Linked DNA regions of Anser cygnoides: region 2 is linked to region 1. A link is a contact called in public Hi-C data. All regions are on one chromosome and are shown on one strand. The core of a region is the stretch at or near the end of the contact, and the rest is flanking DNA. Distances in the headings are between cores, read along the strand shown. Region 1 holds the start of LEKR1 (leucine, glutamate and lysine rich 1). Region 2 has its middle 7.9 kb from the start of RAP2B.

The links. A called contact is a pair of places that touch in the nucleus more often than the background predicts.
Region 2: a Hi-C map of liver shows a contact between it and region 1, with 3 times the contacts expected there. The contact joins the enhancer-like site here to the promoter of LEKR1 in region 1. A contact is called at or near these places in 2 of 7 Hi-C or Micro-C datasets (both in liver).

What each region holds. Positions count from the first base shown.
Region 1 is chr9:25,657,103-25,660,279 of Taihu_goose_T2T_genome, reverse strand. LEKR1 (leucine, glutamate and lysine rich 1) reads left to right here and starts at 1,548. Exons shown (of 11, transcript XM_067002611.1): 1 at 1,548-1,706. The coding sequence starts at 1,647.
Region 2 is chr9:26,274,463-26,277,665 of Taihu_goose_T2T_genome, reverse strand. No RefSeq gene overlaps it. Among named protein-coding and RNA genes, the nearest start is that of RAP2B, 7.9 kb to the right of the region's middle. Within about 2 kb of position 1,730, at least 2 of the 3 cell types and tissues checked have open chromatin away from gene starts, as enhancers often do. A contact at or near this core is called in liver, where this site is marked.

The DNA of each region.
Region 1 (3,177 bases), core at 299-2,798:
CGCGCACGCCGCCTGGAACCTGATCTGGAGCGGTGGCGGTAATTGGGGCTGGCACGCACGCCGCGCTGCCGCCACGCCACGTGGGGAGCGGGCCAGCTCCCGCCGGGCTCCCTCGCCCACCCCGCGGGGCCAGGCATCGCCTCCCCGATGGGAGCTGGGAGCCTGCCGGCGGGGTGGTCCTGAGCCGCTCCTGGAGCACGGCCCCGGGGGGACTGGGGATTTGGGGGGGATTTTGGGGTTGCCTCAGAGCAGGGCGAGGCGGGAGCTGCCCGTCCTGCGCAACGTTTCTCCTCAGGGCCCCCTGACCTTGAGCAACTGGGGCTGGTGGCAGCAAAGCCCCTGGCAGGCTCCCCTCATCCCCCATGAGAGCCTCCTCAGAGCACCCCCCCGTCAGTTTCCTGACAGACCCCGCGTCGGTTTCCTCACAGCCCCCCGTGTCAGTCCCCTCGCAGCCCCGTGTTTGTCCCCTCAGTCCCATGCCTGTCCCCTCACATCCCCCATATCAGCCCCCCACAGCCCCCCACCAGTCCCCCCATAGCCCCCACGTCAGTTTCCTCACAGACCCCACGACAATCTCCTCACATCCCCTCATGTCAGGCCCCCCAGCCCCATATCAGCCCCCCAGCCCCATGCCAGCCCCCCCAGCCCCATGTCAGCCCCCAGCCCCACGCCTGTCCCCTCATCCCCCGGGGCCGGGCAGGGAGCGGCGGGGCGGTGCTGCCGCCCCGGGCCGTTGCGTGCCTGCCCCGTTTCACAACCGCCGGCTCGGCACGGCAGGGCCCGGCTCCGCACGGCAGGGCCCGGCTCGGCACGCCACGGGCGGCCATCGCGTGCGATCCGGCGGCCCCGCCGCCCCCCCCCGCCGCGGCGGCAGCACGCAGGGCCCAGCTGCCGGGGAGGCGCTGCCGGGCCCGCACCGCCCCTCCCGACCGCACGGCCCCGGCGGGGGCTGCCGCAGGCCGCCGCCTTTGTGCCGACCTTGGGCGGGCGGGACGAGGCCGCGGGAAGGGCTGCACGGCGCTCACCGGGGCGGCAGCCGGAGTATCCCCCGGGGCACACAGCGGGACACAGGGGGACACACATCGGTACATCCCGGGACACACACCGGGGCGCACCCTGGGACACACTGGGGCACACCGCGGCGCCCCCAGGGGCACAGGGGGGCACACACCGGGATATATCGGCACAGCCCGGGGCACACCCCGGGGCACCCCGAGGCACACACCGGGACACACCGGGGCGCACACCGGAGCACACACCGGGGCATACACTGGGGTACGCCGGGGCACACATCGGCACACACTGGGGCACACATCGGTACACCCCGAGGCACACACCGGGGCACACCCCGGCGCACCCCCGGGCCGTTTCCCCGCGGAGCCCCCCCCGTTGGGGCTGTGCCCTTCCCGCTGGGGCGCTGTGCAGCCCCGCATCACCCGCGGGCCATCACCGGGGGCACGGCGAGGCCGCAGCCCCGAGGCACCGGGGGGGCCGGGACCCGCTGCGGGGGGCGAGCACCGCCACCCCCCCCCCCCCCCCAAACCCCCGAGCGCGCTCCCGTTCCCGCCCGCGCGGGGGCGCGCCCCGTGGCCGCGCCGCGCCGTTGCCGCGGTGACGCCAGGACGCCGCCGGGGCCCGGCGAGAAAATGGCGGCGGCCACGGAGCGGCCCGGCCCCGGGCACGCCCTGCCCCCGGGGATCCGAGAGGTACGGGGCTGCGGGGGGGGGAACCGGGCCCGGGCCGCGGCACGCCGGGGGCACGGCGTTACACACGGAGCGCAGTCACCTGCCGGGGGGGCGCGCGCGGCGGGGACGGGAAGGCGTTCGTGCTGCCGCTCCGAGCGAGCCCGGACCCGGTACCGCGCGCCGCGTGTGGCTGCCGCAGCGATGCAGGGCGCGTAGCTGGGCTGAAGCGGTGTCGGGGTTGCGTGTGGAGCTCAGCCCCGCTTGTCTCCTCTTCAGGGCTGTGGGGGGTCAGCTCAGAGCTGCAGGTCTTTAAGGAAAATCATACAGCCGGGAATTTAGGAAAGAGCTGACGAGTCCGTTGCCCTAGGAAAGGGCAATAGAGTTGGGTCTACTTGCTCTAGAAGATGCCTCAGGGCACGCTGACGGTATTCACATGCTGTATGTAGTTGTCCTTTATCTCTAGCTGGAAATTAATCTTACCCTCACCGTTCTCCACTTGCTTTGGTTGAAAGTGACGAACCCAGAGGCAGGGGTAGAGCAGTGGAGCAGCTCAGCAGGGGAGCTGTGGAATTCCTCTGGTGGTAGCGGGGGGACGGCTGAAGCAAGGTTTTGCTTTGGAGCAGAGGACCGGGCAGGCAAGCCCCTGAGCTCTCAGCTCTGCGGCGTGCCGCCAACAGAAAGGTCTCCATGCAGAGGGTACGCCAGCCAGCACCCCTAGGTGTGAGCAAGAGTAGTCTCATGTTCCCGTCCCATCCTACCCAGTCGCCTCAACGTGAGCTCTAAGGCAACGACAGGCCAAGATTTTGGGATCGGTTAGGGGTCATGGTTTTACACATCCTTTGCTGCTGCTCACTTCTTCGCTCAGCTGGCTTGCGTTGTAGTTGCAGGATAGTTACAAGATACTGGGCTTGGTTACAAGTCATTCTCACAATTTCCTGTCCTTGTATTTTCTACCTTTTATGTAGACATGTTCTTATTCCCTTCGCGTTCTCTGCTTCTTGGATTTTATAGCATCTCTTTTGTAATCTCGCTTTTAGGTTGCTCCTAACATAAGCGGAACTTGTGCCAGCTGTAGGTTGTTCTGCCAAACGGAGCACATGCTCCCAACATGCAGCTAGCTGGCCGAAGGAACATGTGTATCCAGAGGGAATGTGTTAAGCGTTGTGATTTCAGCACCTAGCAGTGAGCATTCTTGGTCCCGCAGCTGCTTCGAGCTGCCTTGCTCGGCTGCGTGCTCAGGAGGTTGGGCTGCAGGGCTCAGAGTGGGGCAAGGCGAAGGATGCAGCCCAGAGCTGTCATCGTTCTGCTCTTCTGTGCTCTGGCGGACGGAGCTTCAAAAGCTGCTTGTCAGTACTTGACATCGCTGCCTCCAGAGCTGCACTCCTCTAGAGGATGTCACTGAGAGGGGAAGGGGAGGGAGCGTCAGCCTGGAGCAGCCTGTCCTGCAGGTAGTTCAGCTGCCAAAGCCTGCTGGGGGGGGGAAACCTGTCGC
Region 2 (3,203 bases), core at 481-2,980, 620 kb before region 1:
AAAGCTTTTCCCACATCCCCTGTTTCTAGTAAGAAACAATGTTGACATATTATTTTATTACATTCAGAGTAGTTATCGATAGTCTGCCACAAAACTGGAAGAGATATCAAAAGATTTATAATGCAGTTTGCATTTGTATTTGAACACCAGAAATGCAAAATTTCCTAATGCTATCACACTGGTTGTAAGCACTCTGGTGAACAGAATCAGAAATTTAGGTGGTTTTGATAAATTGGATAACTGTCAAACATTTGTGCCTTGTATGGCATATTTAATGGTGTGTCTAGTTTTGATTTTTAATTTACCTTTATGCAAAAATAATCTCATAGGGTAAAGCAGCCTACTGGCTTTAATAGCAGGGTGAAACCCAAGCAAAAAAAGTGAAGTATAGTTGAAAACTGAATTTCTGTGACCATCTTGACATTTTGTTCTGCTTACAGTGTTAAAATGCCTCATCCGTTCCATTCAAAATGAGAGATCCTCAAAGTTCACTGCTTGAGCAATCAAGAACTGGCTCAAACGAGCAGAAGATTAGAAGGATTGATTGGAGTAGATCCTAGGACTAGATATTTTTATTTGCTGTTTGTGAGTGGGACGAATGAGGAATACAGTTCTATCCTGAGGAACGCACTTCCTATAAATAATTTGTGCACCTTTCTCATTTACCATGGATTGACTCCTGATGGGTTACTCTACTTTTATCCAGCCGTGATTCTCAGGTAGGTCTTCCAGTACTTTTTCTCACATGACTGGACTAACCTGGGGTGTGTTTTCCTGGTCTATGTCAAGCAGCACGGTGCCACAAGCAGAGGCCGTTACAGCCATACAGGGCCATCAGCACTCCTGCAGTACCTTTGTACGGGAACTGTTGATGACAAAATAAAATATACGGAAATATAAATAAGTCCACATTCTGCAAATGGTAATAGTTTCTATATATTGTTGGAATTGTGGATGGCGATACACAGGACGGCCTGCAGCACCAGCGCTCCAGAAAGCTCAGAGCTGTGGATATCGCAGCGGGGCAGGGAGCCTGCCTGCCAGGAGCCTGCCAGGAGCCGGCCAGGGCAGGAGGAGGCCCTGTGGGAGCAGCCGGTGTCCTGACAGTGCGTGACGATCGCCAGCTTTCACACAGATTCTCTGAGGGCTTGTGGTCACATCAGCATTCCTGACTGCCTGGTCTGACAATATCGAACGTGGCTTACAGATCAAGTAGTATCAACATCATTTCATCTTATCTGTTCGTTCTCATGAGGTCATCTGTCCATACAACAGAGGTTGTTTATGTGCCATGACTTGGCCTAAAGTCAAGCTGGGTGGGGTTATCTGCAGAGGCCAGGTGTTGCAAGAGTTAGTTTGCTTCCACATTCACCTTAATCTGGCCCAGCAGCTGAAGGCCTGGAAGATGAAACAGTATTTAGCGAGTGCACTGGTGACACAGCCGGCGGTCAGCCACTGTGATCCCTCCAGCCTTGACCAGACAGAAACAACCTAAGGGTAAGCGACAGGCAGCAGACCTTTTAGAACATTCAGAAAATGTGGCATTTTGTTCAAGAGATTTGAAGTCTATTGAGGCTGCAGATAACTTACATTAGTCTGAGCCTGTTGTGTCTTACTTTCCCTCAGAAAAGCTTATCTTCTTTGTTGATACGCTGAGCCAAAATTTACTTAGAAATTAATACTCAAATACAAGGCTAAAGAATACCCACCAGTATTTACTCTCTAATGTTTTCAGTTACCTAAGATGCAGCAAAAGAACTCTGCTGGTTAGAAAGGAAGCGTATATACTTCATAAACAACAGTGTAAATTTCAGTGCTGAAAGGATGCCATTTATTCTAAACTCTTGTTTTACATATTCTTCGCAGATGACTGAAGAGTGAAATTATGTAACTGGCATTGAAATGGTTTTCACTGACCTGCCATGTGGACATCAGAAAGGCTGCCAAATTTGGCACAGTTGTTTCATAAACTGCCATTGCCCATATGGCCACATAGCTTGCAAAGATTTGCTGATCTTGCAGTCTGCCTGTGCATTACAAAATAAAGCTCAATTAAGCAGGCAGATCCTCTTGTCTAGTTTAATTTCTTTTCTCTTGCAGTCTTAAGGACTCAATCAGGGCAAGGCTGAGGGATCCAAGGCTTGCCTGTCTTCATGAGAGCTAGAGATGCTCAGCATCCCAAAGGACCATATTGTAAATGTTTTATGAGTTTGTGCCAAGCGCCTAAAAATGGGAGCAATTTTTGTGAGCTTCTGCAGCTTTAGTAACATTATTATTCTTGATAAAATCCTGTGGGCATAGGTTCAGAGAGCAAAACATGCTTGTGTATCAACCTTCCCTCTTGCACATCTCTTATCACCAATTCTCTTGACCATGAACCACTAAACACTGTTCAAGAGACAATGAGAGATTTTGGTTAAATTATATTCTAGGGGATAGTTCCATTCTGTCCACTGAAAACTGTTAAATTTTTTTTTTTTTTTAACTTTTATGTGTTTTTGCTATGTTTAAATCACTTTTCCGTAGTGATTGGAATAGGTATTTTCATTTCTCTCGTTCTAGTACATGGGGGAAACAGATCCTCTTACCTCTCTCAATTACCAGCCCCTTGCTTACACCTCTTTAATATTTACACGTCTGTGGACTCACTGACTTTCTGGATATATCTATTACTCCATAACGTTCATGGGAGTTACAGGCAACGAGAAAGGAAAGGAATAAAACTCTGATTTTATTTAGGACATTTCCTTCCAAAGATGTACTCTCATTCTTTAAAATGAGAATGTGTTTCTGTCATTATTACCAAGGGAAAAAAGCCCTAGACTTTAGTTAAACTGCCAATATTTACAACCGTAGTTTTATATCACTAGTCTGAGACAAAAGGCAGACTATTACAGTGATTCCTACACAGAAGACCATAGCCTAACGAGCTGCAAACCCCACTGTCTGCTTCTTTAGGACTCTGGAAACTCCCGTCTAACTTACGAAATATGATAAGATCACAGTTGAAAGTATTCATTCCTCACTGCAATGTGACCAGAAGTGTCTGTCGAGAGAAACTCCTTGTTCCTGGTAAGGTGGTGGAAGAATAAACAAATTCAACTAGTTGAAGAGGGAAGACTCTCAAAATTACAACTTTTTACTGTTTCTGAATGTTGCTGCCAGCAGAGTTAATATTGCAATGTAATATAATACCAGTCAAT